2 separate regions of the Mus musculus genome follow, and region 2 is linked to region 1. Evidence: chromatin contacts called from public promoter capture Hi-C data. All regions are on one chromosome and are shown on one strand. The core of a region is the stretch at or near the end of the contact, and the rest is flanking DNA. Distances in the headings are between cores, read along the strand shown.

Region 1 (6,863 bases), core at 4,077-6,576:
TCCTGAGCCTCCAGAGTTTCATTAGCTTCGTGAGTCTTAATGAGGGAATGTTTGGGTTTGGAGAAAATAACGATATAACAAGGACTTTCTTAATTGGGCATTTGTCTTGGCCCTGAGGACAGAGGGACAAACATGCTTTGACTGTCTTAGTTCTAAGGGGCAGGAGTACTAGGAGTGCTGCCTAGGTAAGGACCCAGGACCACGATGTTTCCCCGGACTGTCCTAGCTAGAGGTAGGCAGCTTTTGCAGAAGCTGTGATGGATTGTTTCATTCTGGGATTGCAGCATTCCTTATTTCCAACATACTACTGTATTTGTGCTTACTTTGGGAGTGCCTGGCATTTGTTTTTTAAAAAAGTATATTTGCATTTAAAAGGAATTGAGTTCCTTTTTAAAAAGGCTGGAGTAGGGGCAAACTTCTATTTTAAAATCTTAGGAATGAAGATGGGAGTTCTGATTTCTGGTATTTTATGAAGAAAAGTTTTGCTATCCTTATTTGGGTCTTGCATGTGTTAGAATGACAGTCAATGACTTCAAGTGGTATTTAGAATCATACCACTTTCAGAGCTAGTACTAGTTAGATTTATAAGAGAATAATCTAGATACCAGTCAGGTCTTCCTTATTTTTCAGTTTTAGCCTCAAACTAATTAAAATGGTTTTCATGTTTGAAGATTCCCATTCTCTTCTTTACATGTCTCTATCATCACTTCCAATTGTATAATTCAGTTCTACTTTTCCTAGCTTGTAGGGTCCCATTTCTGAGAATGCTGCTTTGGTTCTGCCTATTTCAGGTTGACGCGAGAACCAACTCTGTCTGTCATACACTCACTGTTTTCTTCACCCTCAAACATTTCCAAGTAAATTATTGAAGTTGAGGTGAGTCACAGGGCAGCCTTGTGTTTCAAGCATTTGATTTTCTATACTTCAGTTGGTCCCCTTGTCATTTCCCTTTTTTTTCTTTTATCCTTTGATGTAGAAATGGCTGTAACTCCTCTGATTTGGATTAGTACAGCTTTGCCACACAATGAGGAATCTTACTTTATTGTCATGGTATTAAAACATATCTCATTTCCATCCTAATTATAAGTTATCACTAGTTTCTCTTTTTATTATAGTGTTAGATGCATAAACTTCTAAATATCTTTCATGATTCATAAAGAATTACTATTCTCTGCATTCAACCAGTATTTGAACATTTACTTTCTAAAGGAACTGAGTTAATTAAGTTTTTGGATAAAAGAGACTCAGTCATAGGTTCTGAACTTAAGCTGGAGGAAGATGGAGGCATGAGTATGTAGTAGGGTAGAGTCTTATCAAATTGGTCTAGAAAAGGAAAGATTGAGCAGTTATATAATATGTAGCAAACGATGGTAATCATCAGAAGTAAAGAAAATGTAAGTGGTGGGGCAGGAGCTAGGAGGGTGTTGAACTGAGATGTAGCTCCAGGATGCCTCCTGTAGCTGCGTTCAGCAGAAGCTGGAAGTTTTGAATTGCCCACAGAAGAGAATTTTAGGAGACAATATGAAGCAGAATTGGAGTTCATTAAGAAGAGATTTTTAACATAGATTTAAATATGGGGATCATTAGAAGAGAGGTGCTCAGTAAAAATATAAGACAGACATAATTGTGGGTGTGGGTTACTCAAGAGAGAGTTGCAATTACTTGTCTCTCCAATAATTCTATAGCTGATTTTGGTGGGCTCTGAAGTTACATCTAATAAGGTTGTTAAGTGACTTAAATGTGGTCATAGATGGTTTCTGATGCATGTGTTGAGCAGAATTATACCCAGTAGAAGTAAACCTTGGGTCACAGGTTTCTTCTCTTCCCCCCTGATTTTTCTTAAGCCTCTGTAGTTTGTATCCTACCAGAAAAGGACTATAGTGAGCCCTAGGACCAGGATGAAAGTGGTATGTGTGTATAGTGGCTTATGAGTTGGACCTCAAGTGGCTTGGATTTAGATAAGTGTAGATAGAAGAACGGTCTAGTGTGTTTGGGAGAGTGTACCATGTTGGATGACTTGCTTGGTCAAAAGAATTGGACTGGGAAGAACTGGATGTGGTGGCACACATTTTGATTCTAGTACTTGGGAGGTGAAAGGATGAGATCTGGGATTTGAGGACAGCGGCCTAGAGCAAGGATGTCTCAGAATATTTGGGTTGGGAGACTTTATGGTCTATGTAAGAAACAGTTGGGCCTTGGATGGCTTTGGGGAGTGATAGCATACATAGGTGAGGATGTTCCTCTAGGGTAAACTGGCCTACTCCCAGGAAAGATTACCTTTCTGATATTAATTACAATGCATTGGAAGCGTTTTGTTTTTTAAATGTACTTTATGTAGGTGTGTTTTTCTTTTCTTCTACAAGATCTTTATATTTAGATCAAGTTGAAAGCTGGCTTAAGCCAAGAATGCATTTGCAGTGAATCAAAATACTTATGGAACCGAGAGGGACTTTCAGGAGAGTCTTGGAATTTCAATTAGAAATTGTTCAGATCTTCTTGCTTTTCCAAGCCGTCATGCCATTCCTTCTTGAGTCCATCTTTCTCTGATTTTGCGTTTGATGGGATAGGCTTGAGATATCTGTATCGTGTTTGTTAGTTTATGCTTCTCGATTCAACCTGTCAGAGGAGGCTTGGCTTTTGATTTATAAATCCCAGTTCTGAATACTTGAAAAAAGTTGCATCAGAAACCTGTCCTGATGTAGTTGATACTGGCTGTGATCAAGATCAAATTTATACTGTGTATACTTGTCGCAAGAGTTAGTATCGTCTCTGTCTTCTTTCTCTGCTGAAACCAAGCTATAGCTCAGCACACTGGAAGGAACATGGTGCTTGGAGATGAACTGCCTGCCACTTAGTAGCTTTGTAATCGTGATCAACATAGTTTCTGTAGATGTTTTCATTTCATATAAAATGGAGCGACTTTTTCCTACTTGAATAAATAGTGGTTTGTGGGAGAGATACTTCTATGTCTCATTTAGTCACCTTTGGCAAGCTGGTTAGGGCATGAATTCCGGTTTTAATTTTTCATCTATAAATGCAAATGTCTCTGTATTACATCATGTTTTTCTGAGACCCAAAAGATCCCATTGCCATCTTACATATAAAAAATTTTAAAAAGTAACTACTGTTAAGAATGTTTGTGAAATTATTTTATTATAGTCTGGGATATTTTTGTGCTAATTAACCAGATAATTAAAAATATGCTGTAGCTTTAGATTAGTAATTGATTTGTTATATGGTGAGACATGGTCTAGATATTTTCAGCTTCCTTTCCAATCTCAGCTTCTCCTTAAGCTTCTACTTCTGTGTTGGGTACTGAGCTGAGTTTTTACATATGCTAGGCAGATGCACTGCCACTAAGCTGCAGTCCAGAGCTCCTCATTTATATTCTGAAATTTACTTTCATATTCATAAAACTTGATGTTTTTGTTAGAAAATTATATAAAAATAGACTTATTACTTGGAAATAGCCTTTTTTTGGTGGCTCACACAAAACCATTTATGCTCTTGAATTAATAATTAAACAAATGGCAGGCAGTATGCTTTTTTTTTCTTTGCATACTCTATGAGGAGTATTGTAACAAGCAGGTTGTCCTGAAAAGGTCTCCCTTTCCCATTCTTTTGTGTAATGATATGACTTGGAAATATATCTTTACAATCTTTTTTCTTACATGGATATATAATAGTTGGCACTGCTGAGCTAGAAACTGTTTTTGTGTGTGTGTATGTATGTGTGTGTGTATGTGTGTGTGTGTATGTGTGTGTATGTGTGTGTGTATGTATGTGTGTGTGTGTGTGTATGTATGTATGTGTGTGTGTGTGAGAGACACTTTAAGGTTGTTCTTAAGGTTTTGGCACTTTCCCTTAGACCAAATACTCTTATTTTATTCTTTTGCATTTAAGATTCTTTAAAAGTTCTGTGATTAAGATTCTTTCCTTATTCTTGAAATAGAAATTATTTTAATTGTTCTGTACTTTTTAAATAAAGAAATTTATTTTTATTGAATATTTAAAGATACAAAGAAACACCAGTGATACATTTTCTTCCCCCTTTTATACACATATACACTTATAAATAAAATTTTGGCGTGTATGTAATATTTTTAAAACAAAAATGTTTCAAGTAAAAACAAAAGAATATTATGAAGAAATTATGGAGAACTGTCCTGAACAGTATACATATTGCATTTAGAAACTTTATATAAGTGCCTTGTGCATGCCTATCTTTCTGATTTGTTTTCTTGCCATGATCTTAAGATGTTTCCAACATAATGCTATTTATTGTTTGTGTAAATATAACTCTTGTTTTTATCACTTTTGACCCTGCTATATTTAATCCATTCTCCTGTTGGCTGAGTTTTGGTTACTTTCAGTTTCCACTCTTACTAAAACCCTGTGACAATGAATGGTTTTATGCACATGTCCTTGTGCTTAGCTCTTCTCAGGAGAAAGCTCCTCCCACCCCCAAGATCATGCTGTATAAAGTGCCATACCTATCTGCCTGCCTGCCTGCCTATCTTTTCTTTTTCTTTCCTTCCTTCTTGATTTTCTTTGGATTTAGGGACAGCATATTTGGAGCTTACTACACTGGCTTCAAATTTGAGGCAGCTCTCTGGAGTCCTTTAAGTGTGAGTACCTAGCTTAGTTCTCTAAAGTATTTCTATTCAGGTTTTTGTAGTTAAAAACGTAGGAGATATTTGTAATGTACTCCTCTTTTCCTTTTTACTTTACAGAACTAGTTTTTAAAAATATTTTGTTGGTATTTTATGCTTTGTGCTAAATGTTTCATTGAGAGTGTTTCAATTTTTCATTTTCAGATTTTCATTTAAAGCTTAAAATACCTTAGTTTTTAATTCATGTTATTAATTTACACAAAAGTGATTTTTATGATATTTATTTCTGGTTGTTTTCTCTATTCTCTTTCAATTTGTTGATTTGTCCCTCTTAAATACTTTTATTATATATACTCTTAATGATTGTAACTTTATAATAAGTCTTACAATATAGTAGAGTGACTCACTTTTTGTGGGACTTATTGGTTATCTTTGTTTGATATTCCATATTATTTCTATTCACATTTCACCTGAATTTTATAATTATCTTTTCAACTTTCATGAATTCTTTTCTATAGAAAATATTTGATTTTGTTATATTGTACTATTTTTATAATGCTGGGTTTATTTGTGGACATTTTTACTGCTTACCAGATAATTTTTACTCTTCTGGTACAAAAAAAGTCTGGGTGGACTTTGGTTAGGGACATGGCGTGGTGTGTGTAAAAGGCATTGAGAGTAGTTAACCTGTTTGTAGAGCAGAAGGCTTGAGGTTATGGAGCCAGGCAGCCAAGTTTCACTGGAGGTGGCCCTCCGAGCTGAGTGCTGAGCAGAGAAGAGCCTTCCTACTGAGCTTTGGATGACGAATTCTGTGGAAGTTAATGTCAGTGTTTAAACTGTGGAGACTTCGGCATCTCAATCACAGAGTCAACCAACCTGTTCCATCTGACACAGAAATCTGAATATTTCTAGTCTCCTTATTCTAGTCATTAGAATTAAGTTATAGTTTAGAGTACTATTTTTTTCTATAAAGAACTTTGACATGTTTTGTAGGATTCACTTCCAGGTTTTATACCTTTTTTTTGTTGCTGTTGAACAAAAGCACAAATGTTAATATTTCCATTCTCGCGTATCTAAGTTGGCTTCTTTACTCTGACCTGTATGCAACATGAACTTCTTGCTCCACATACTCTTCTCATAGCTATTATATAAGCTATGAAATACTGCCAGTTAAAAAAAATCCTGTTTATTTACTGCATTTTCATGAACCTCAGTTCAGTTTTTTAGAATAGTGTGTACTTTTTGTGTTGTCCAGGTTTTGCACGCAATATCATATTTGCTTTAGATTTTACAGAGATATATTTTGTCAGAGTGGTAATTTCCTTCTATGCTGGTTGCTTTCAAATCTACATTTATAAACTCTGCTCTGTGATACTGGTGGTTTCTGTATTTTCCAGACTCCTCTACGGATTAGTTTCCTGTTTTAAGGCTCCCCTTTCCTAGAGTTTAGGAAGAACCCAGGGGCTTGTTTATATTACGCACAGACTCCATCACTGACTGCCTTTAGCTTTTCATCTTTAGATTTATGACTCACCAGAAATTTATCTTCTTTCATGTTTGGTGTGATGAAGTAGGAGTTACAGTTTGTTTTCCCATAGTACAATGCAATTGTTAGTGCAGTTCGCTGAAATAACAATATTTACTTACTCATTTCATTCATAACTTTGTTTTAAAGCAGGTGACTTGTACAAGTTTACCTCTTAAGGACTTTTTGTATTTTTTCAACTGGTCTGTTTTTGTACCACATTGTACTTTTAATTATTGGAGTTTTTGGCAAGGTTTGAAATCTTGTCATATAAATTGTTTTTCCTCTTTGGCATCAAGAGGATGATAAATACTGGCATTTTTTTCTCTGACTTTTTCTTTTTTAATCTTCCAGGTCATCCTTTGCAAATCTTAGTCCTTTGTAGAAATGGTATAATCAGGCTTTTACTTAGTATTCTTTAAATACTTTTGAGTTGATATTGGATAGTATTTTCTGTAGATCAGTTTGAGGATAATTGACATGTTGTTAGTATAAATTGTAACTCTTATCTGAGAGGCTTAGAAACAGATAGGATGTTTGATTTTTGTTTTTAGATTAAAAAACTTCATGTATTTATAATGTGGTAGCTTATGGATGAGACCCAAGTCTTCCATTTACTTATACAATAGGCTTAATAACCGTGTATTTTGACTGTAATCCATGTTAGTTCAAGTGTAGCATCAGTAGTCTTAGAGTGTGGATTTCAGATTTTAAACTATTAGATG
Region 2 (6,803 bases), core at 1,954-4,453, 650 kb before region 1:
TTACTTTTTGGTTTTTCAAGTCAGGGTTTCTCTGTGTTTTCCTGGCTATCCTGCATACTATTCACTCTGTAGACCAGGCTGGCCTTGGACTGGGAGATCTGCCTGACTCTGTCTCCTGAGTGCTGGGATTATAGTGTTACCATGCCAGGCTGATAGGTTTATTTATTTGATGGATGCTTTATCTGCATGTATGTATGTGCACCATGTGTGTGCCTGGTGCCCTCAGAGGTCAGAAGAGGGCATAGAATACTCCACTGGAATTAGTGCCAGTTATGAACCACTGTGTTGGGGCTTGGCCCTGTCCTCCAGAGCAGCAAGTGCTCTTAACCACTGGGCCATCTCTCCACCCTCCTCTACTTTGTTTTTGAGACAAGGTCTCTGACTGAGCCTGGAGCTCCAGGATTTGGCTTGATGAGGCCATCATGACTGTAAAACAGCCGTCTCTCTGACTGAGTCATCTCCCAGGCCCTGTCTACTGTTTTGAATCAGAGTGACACACAAACTCAAAGGGATCATCCCATAAAGTCTTTGAATTTAGGACAAAGGGGCATGGAGAAGGGGATGTTTCACTTTGTCTTCTGTTTATAAACTGTTTTCAGTTCTCTAGGTTTCTGTTATAAAGCTGGGCTTGTCTAGGAAATAAAGTACAGTTTTGTTAATTTTATTCAGGGTTATAGTCTTTGAATCATAGACTTTTTTTTTTTTTTTTTTTTGGTTTTTCGAGACAGGGTTTCTCTTTATAGCCCTGGCTGTCTTGGAACTCACTTTGGAGACCAGGCTGGCCTCGAACTCAGAAATCTGCCTGCCTCTGCCTTTCGAGTGCTGGGATTAAAGGCTTGCGCCACCACGCCCTGCTGAATCATAGACTTTTTACAGTGACTTGGTATAGATAATGAGTCTCAGGTCGACTTCATTAGTTTTAAAGAGTGACAACTGGGTCTGGAGGGATAGCCCAGTGGTTGACAACACTTACTGCTCTTGTAGAGGACCCTAGTTTGGTTCTTGGCACCTGAGAACCTCAGGTGGCCTGTCTCTTTAGCTGTAGGGAATCTGATATCTTCTTTTGGCCTCTCCACAAGCACTTCATTCACATATGCACATACTAACACATTTAATATACGTAATTAAAAAAAATTGCTGGGCATGCTGCTGCACACTTTTAATTCCAGCACTTGGGATCTCTGTGAGTTCAAGGTCAGACTGCGCTACAAAGTGAATTCTAGGACAGTTAGAGCTGTTACACAGTCATTATTTTAAAAACCTTGTAAATTGGCATATTGGTTTTAGAATTACCTTCATGGTATTTATCAAATTTGATGTGCTTATACCCTTTGTTCTGGAATTCTATCTATAATATTATATTCCATAGATGTAACCATATGTGGTCATAGCTATGTGATGTTTTGTGTGGCATTGTTAATTATTTTGAATAGCTACAAATAATTTAGGCATCCACTATTTTGGAAAAAAACTTAAATAAAATATGGCACATTAAATCATGAAGTACTATGGGGTATTAAAATGAAGTAAATTAAAATATTGTAATTAAAAATAGTTAAAGTAGGCAGGCATATGTCAAAGTTCAAGGCCAGCCTGGTCTACAGAGTAAGTTTCAGGACAGCCAGGGCTACACAGAGATCTCAACCCTATCTTGAAAAACCAAGCAACTAACTAAAAACAAACACAAACAAACAAACAGGGAAATTTATTATAAAATATACCTCAAATACAGCAATAGAACACTCCATCGGCTGCTTCTCTCTCCCTTCCTCTTCTCTCTCCCTTCCTCTTCTCTCCTCTCCCTTCTTCTCCTGAGTGAGTGCTGGGATTAAAGTCATGTGCTATCACCACCTGGTCCGCTGCTTTTCTCTGACATTTTATTATTACTTTATTTTTCTGTGACCTAGGATGGCCTGAAACATACTATGTAGCTCAAGGTAGCCTTAAACTCAGGTAGGAATTATAGGCACAGTTATGTGCCTATATACCAAGTTGCTATTTTAAAATCCCATGTGGCAATGTAGGGTGGAAATGTTTCTAAACTTAATGTTTAGATTTAACATACAAAATGTTTTTTGACATCTTCTTGAAAAGGGGAACTGAAATTTCTTTAAAAATGACCTTCCTGAATTGCAAGCTGGTTATACTTTTTTTTTTTTTTTTTTTTAAAGAAGTGTCTACTTATTTTAAAGTAGGTAATCAGGAAAGAGATTGAAGTTGTTACTTCCTTTGAAATGGTGTGGGCAGACTTTGAAGACATGGCTTAAATGGCTCAAATTTCAATGATCTGTGAATTGAAAAAGCATTCCGTTCGTTCAGAAGTAGATGTGCTTTGAAAGAGGGGGAACGTGTGTTCTCACTAGTTATACACATTATATGTACTAAATAGCTGTTTTACGTTTTACGTGTAACTTGGTTTTGCTCATACTAGAGGAAAGGGTTTTGGTGCAAACAAAACATTTTCTGGCTGTGAAATTTCGGAGATCTCTCGCGTACCTGGGAAAACATTAATCCTTTCCAATCAGGCTCCCCCAGCCCCGCCCCGCGGAAGGATGAATAAATAAACTTATAAAATACTGGCATTGTAATGGCCATTAAATAGCTATGCAATGAAAGTTTCTTTTAGTATTTGATTGTTGGGTAGAAAAGCACTCAGATTAAAACCGTGTGAAAGTGAAGATGGACTTCAGTCCTGGGCAGTCTCATCTACTTCATTTCTTTCCCAACCACACCTATCCGTCCAGTGCAGGTCTCGGAGGTCAGGGTCTGGCGGACAGGCTACCGTCGCTGCTCTCAGGTCCGGAAAGACCACTGTCCACCCCTGCCCCGTGGACGTCGCGCGGGTCCCCTGCCGTGCTGCCAGCAGTGTCGCCCGCCAGTAGTAACTCTGCTCTGCTTCAAAAGTTCCCTGGGGTCCCCAGGCTTTTCTAGCCAGCACCGTTCAGGGCCCTAAGCCTGAGTCCCGGGAGCCGGAAGGCCCGCGGGCTTGTAGGAGGGCGAGTCGCGAAGCGGGAAGCACAAGGCGCGCGTTCCCGCGAACGCAGGCGCGACGCTGGGCGGGGGGCGCGCACGCGCGCGGAGGCATGGGCGGGGGTGGTGGTGTCGGGGCGGGGCAAAGAGGCGAAGGCGGGAAGAGGGCGCCCTGGAGTCCAGCCGAGCCCCGGGAGGGCGTCGACGCCGAGGGGGCGGGGCCAGGCGAGGCGGGAACGCGCTCGCGGGCCGGGAGGGCGGGGGCGCGGCGCTGGCGAGAGCGTGCCCGGTCCCCGCCCCTGTTTCCCACTCTTCCTTCCACCTCTGACCGGCCGGAGCTGCGGAGCGGCTCCGCTCGCTGGTTTCCCGGAGCCGCCGCCCGCTTTCTCCGCCCGCGGTGAGCCCGTCAATCCCCGCACAACGCGCTCCTCCATCTGGGCCATGGATGGGTAAGTGCCGGGTGGCCGTTCCGGGGCTGCGCTGGCCTCGTTTCCTCTCGGCGACGCGTCCCGCCGAGGCCGGGGAGCAGGGCGCGACGCCGGCTAGCGGAGGAGCGGCCCGGGGCTAAGCCCGACGGCAGGGACCTTGGGAGCGCGGGGGTCTGTCCGCCGCGGTCTCCGCTTCCTGCGCGCGGCGCCCCCGTCACGTCCGCCCCTCGCAGCCTCGGGGCGCCTTCGGGAAGCAGAGACGAGCCAGGGCCGGGGTGCCGGGCCGGACTCCCCACACTTCCTCTCAGAAAATGGTGCGCGGCGCTGGCGGGGGCGGAGGCTGAGGCGGCCGCGGCGCTCGGGGAGTTGCTGTTTACCGGTGGGGTGGGGCGCGCGGCGGAGCTTTCCCCCGGCGGCGGGCCCGGGCGAGCGGCGACAGCCGTCTGGGCGGCGACCGGGTCTCGAACTGCGGGCCCGTGCGGGTCTCGGAACCGGCGGGGTCTCCCGATTTGGGCTGTGAGATACGTTAACCACTTCTAAATACCGAGCGTCTGCACTTTATCACCAGGGACGCTTCCTCTTCGTTCCCCACCCCCAAGAAACTTCGTGAATTCGCCTCGGGCGATGTCAGATATTGTGTAAGTGTAGATTTCCGGGCGCTTTCAACTGCTCGGTTTAAATGGGGTCTGTGACTAAAAGGGGGAAAAAAAAAAGAAAAAAGAAAAAAAAAAAAAGATTTACAGTCACCTTTTCCGAGCTCGTAATTTCTCTGGGAACTCTGGAACATGGGGCAGGACCTGATGTATTTTAATAAAAAGCGTGAATTGAGGGTCATATAGTCAAGATTAAAAAAAACCACCAACAACTCCAAGTCAATTAGAAATTCCACCTTTTATTTATTTAAACCTTTGCCGTTTGAGTTGTTCCTTAACCCCCTCCCCCGCCGACTTTTGTTGACAAGGATTCTATAAACTGCGGAATGGTGGAGCATATAACTTGTTTGAAAAGTAAAATACATTTAGTAACTTGCCGCGTAGTTGATCATACGTGTTTAAGTGAGGACACTAGAATTTTACAATTTTTGCCCTCGTTAGGTTTCGTTTATCTTAATTTCACAATATTGTGATATATGGTTTATCTCATTTGAATGCAGATTGCACACTGCTGCAGATATCAAAGTGCAATTTTAGATTTTGATTTATGGTTGTGATGCTCTTTAAAGTATTTTTATTTAATGGGAGCTACTTTGCGAGCGAACGCTTCACCTTGAGCATTGGCTTCTCATTACCCGACTCTGATTCATTTTACGTGTGAAATAACTTTCAGTGATTTATGCCATAAGTGCCATTATATCAGTTCAGGAAGGGCTATGAAGTGTTCGTCTTCAGAAGGTTCAACTTCGGGTGTGGGGAAACAAGTTAGCTTTTTGTGTGGTGAGATTTAAAGGGCTTGACTGTTCGCTTCTTCACTGTGAAGTGCAAGCTCCTCCCCCACAGCGCAATGGTGGGGGGCAAGGGTGACTAGGAATAGTCACCCTTATTCAGCATCTACGGTTTATCTGATCCAGAACAGAGAATCCATAGGCTTTTAGTGAGCATTTGCTACTTACTACATCTTGTTAAAAATTACCTTTTTAGTTGGCTTACAAAGTAACAGGTTTTAAAATGTTTCACATAGACACACACACACCACCTCATTCATTCTGCTCATACTTCTCTGCCCTAGCCTTCCCAAACTGACTTGTTGATAGTTTTTAAGAACTTTGCCTTGCTTGTGGAATTAAAGCTAAGAAGCCGGTGATGCAGACGGAGGCATTCAAATGGGGAAATGTTGTTTTGTACATCAGGACCAGCAAAGATACTATTACACACTCGTAAAAAGTCTAGTGTATCAGCTATTTATCAGGCTTACGTTTCAGAGAAATGAATACAAGTTTCAGGACTCCACAAGGAAAAAAAGGAATGGTTATTGTTTAAAACAGTGAAGTTTATACCACTTGATGCAAAGGCAAGTTTACATACCTTTAGGAAATTATGACTCTATTGATTAGTAACGTAATACAGAACTGATGTGTAGCTTTCTTTTAGGAAATATGGAGCTAAACTGCTAACTGAAGCTATAGAAGAGGCCAGTTTTGGTATAGCTGCATAGGAGTTTTCACACATTATCTTATAGAGTGTCGCTTTTAATATAGTGACCTATGCCCCAGGCAAGCTTATTAAATTTCATTTTCCCACAGCTTGCAAAAAGCCCATTTCCTTTATTCTGAGTAGTTAAAAAACAAAAACAAAAAAAACAAAGCATACTAGCCAACATATTTTTAGTTCCTCCTCGAATCCCAGCTCTCTGCCTCCCCCCCCCCATCCCTGTGTGTGTGTGTTCATGTATGTTCTTGTGTGTTTGTGTGTTCGTTCATGTTCATTTCTACCATGGTTTTTTGTATTCAGAACAGTATTGATGGATAACATTTTTAAAATAGTAAATCTGAATGGTGTGTACAAACTGATGCTTGTAGTTATTAGCCTGGGAGACAGTCATGCTTTTGTGAGGCTTTCGGGTGATATGAAGCTGACTTACAAGATGCTTTTTGTGGCTGTAAAGTTCAAGCCCAGGTTCTGTTTTACCGAGGCTTCAGGGTGTGATCACTCCTGTCAATGATTTAAAAGAATGAACTTTGATGATTTCAGTTTCGGTTTGGACTTGTCAAAGTGAGATAAACACATGCTTATTGTATTGAAGCACAACTGTTCTTTCCTACACACTAGAGAGTAATTTGTTTCTTGCGTTGATGTTGAGGCTTTGCTTTTGAACTCTGCTGTTGCTACACTGTCTGTTGTTGTTTTTTTTTTCTTTATTAACATTTCACAGTTCATTTTTTCATTATTTGTTATTATAATGCTTTTTCTTTTTCTTTAATCTTATCTGTCTTTTAAAACTTGTTCTCTAACTTTGTTTTCCATTTTCTCTTTTTACTTTTTCCATACAGTGTTGTTACAGATCTTATAGCAGTCGGTTTAAAGGTAGGAATCTTTTACTATCCTTTCATAGTTTTTATATTTTAATTTTGACATTTCCCCACCAGTGGTGAAATGATTTCACCTGTTCACAAAATTGTCTTTTGTTCTGTGTGGTAATAGTCTTTTACTTTTAACTCCAAAATAAGTAGGCTTGTGGCTAATTTTGGATTTTATGTACCTTTTAGGAGAAACTATAGTATTATGTATGGAAAATTGAAACCACCCAAAGTATTACTTAACAGAATTGGGAAGGGGGAGATTGGCTTTGTTTTTGTAGTTAAAATAATCATAGGCCCTGATATTTTTTTTAAAATCTTCTTTTGTTGCTGCACTTATGAATAATAAAATAACAATAGCTGATTTTTTTTGACTGCCAACTATGTGCCAT

The links. Promoter capture Hi-C pulls out the DNA fragments that hold promoters and counts their contacts.
Region 2: a contact with region 1 is called in a promoter capture Hi-C map of liver, with 2.7 times the contacts expected there. The contact joins the promoter of Ptbp3 here to the enhancer-like site in region 1. A contact is called at or near these places in 6 of 39 promoter capture datasets (the C10 cell line, hippocampal neurons, liver and 2 more), 1 of 484 Hi-C or Micro-C datasets (the G1E-ER4 cell line), 1 of 115 datasets of contacts at active chromatin or transcription factors (the 230-238 cell line) and 1 of 9 other capture datasets (adipose tissue).

What each region holds. Positions count from the first base shown.
Region 1 is chr4:58,896,089-58,902,951 of GRCm38.p6, reverse strand. The region is part of intron 1 of Ecpas (Ecm29 proteasome adaptor and scaffold); the gene reads left to right. Among named protein-coding and RNA genes, the nearest start is that of Ecpas, 13 kb to the left of the region's middle. Within about 2 kb of position 5,326, at least 22 of the 459 cell types and tissues checked have an H3K27ac peak or open chromatin away from gene starts, as enhancers often do. A contact at or near this core is called in the 230-238 cell line and liver, where this site is marked.
Region 2 is chr4:59,545,764-59,552,566 of GRCm38.p6, reverse strand. Ptbp3 (polypyrimidine tract binding protein 3) reads left to right here and starts at 3,203. Exons shown (of 14, transcript NM_178164.3): 1 at 3,203-3,419.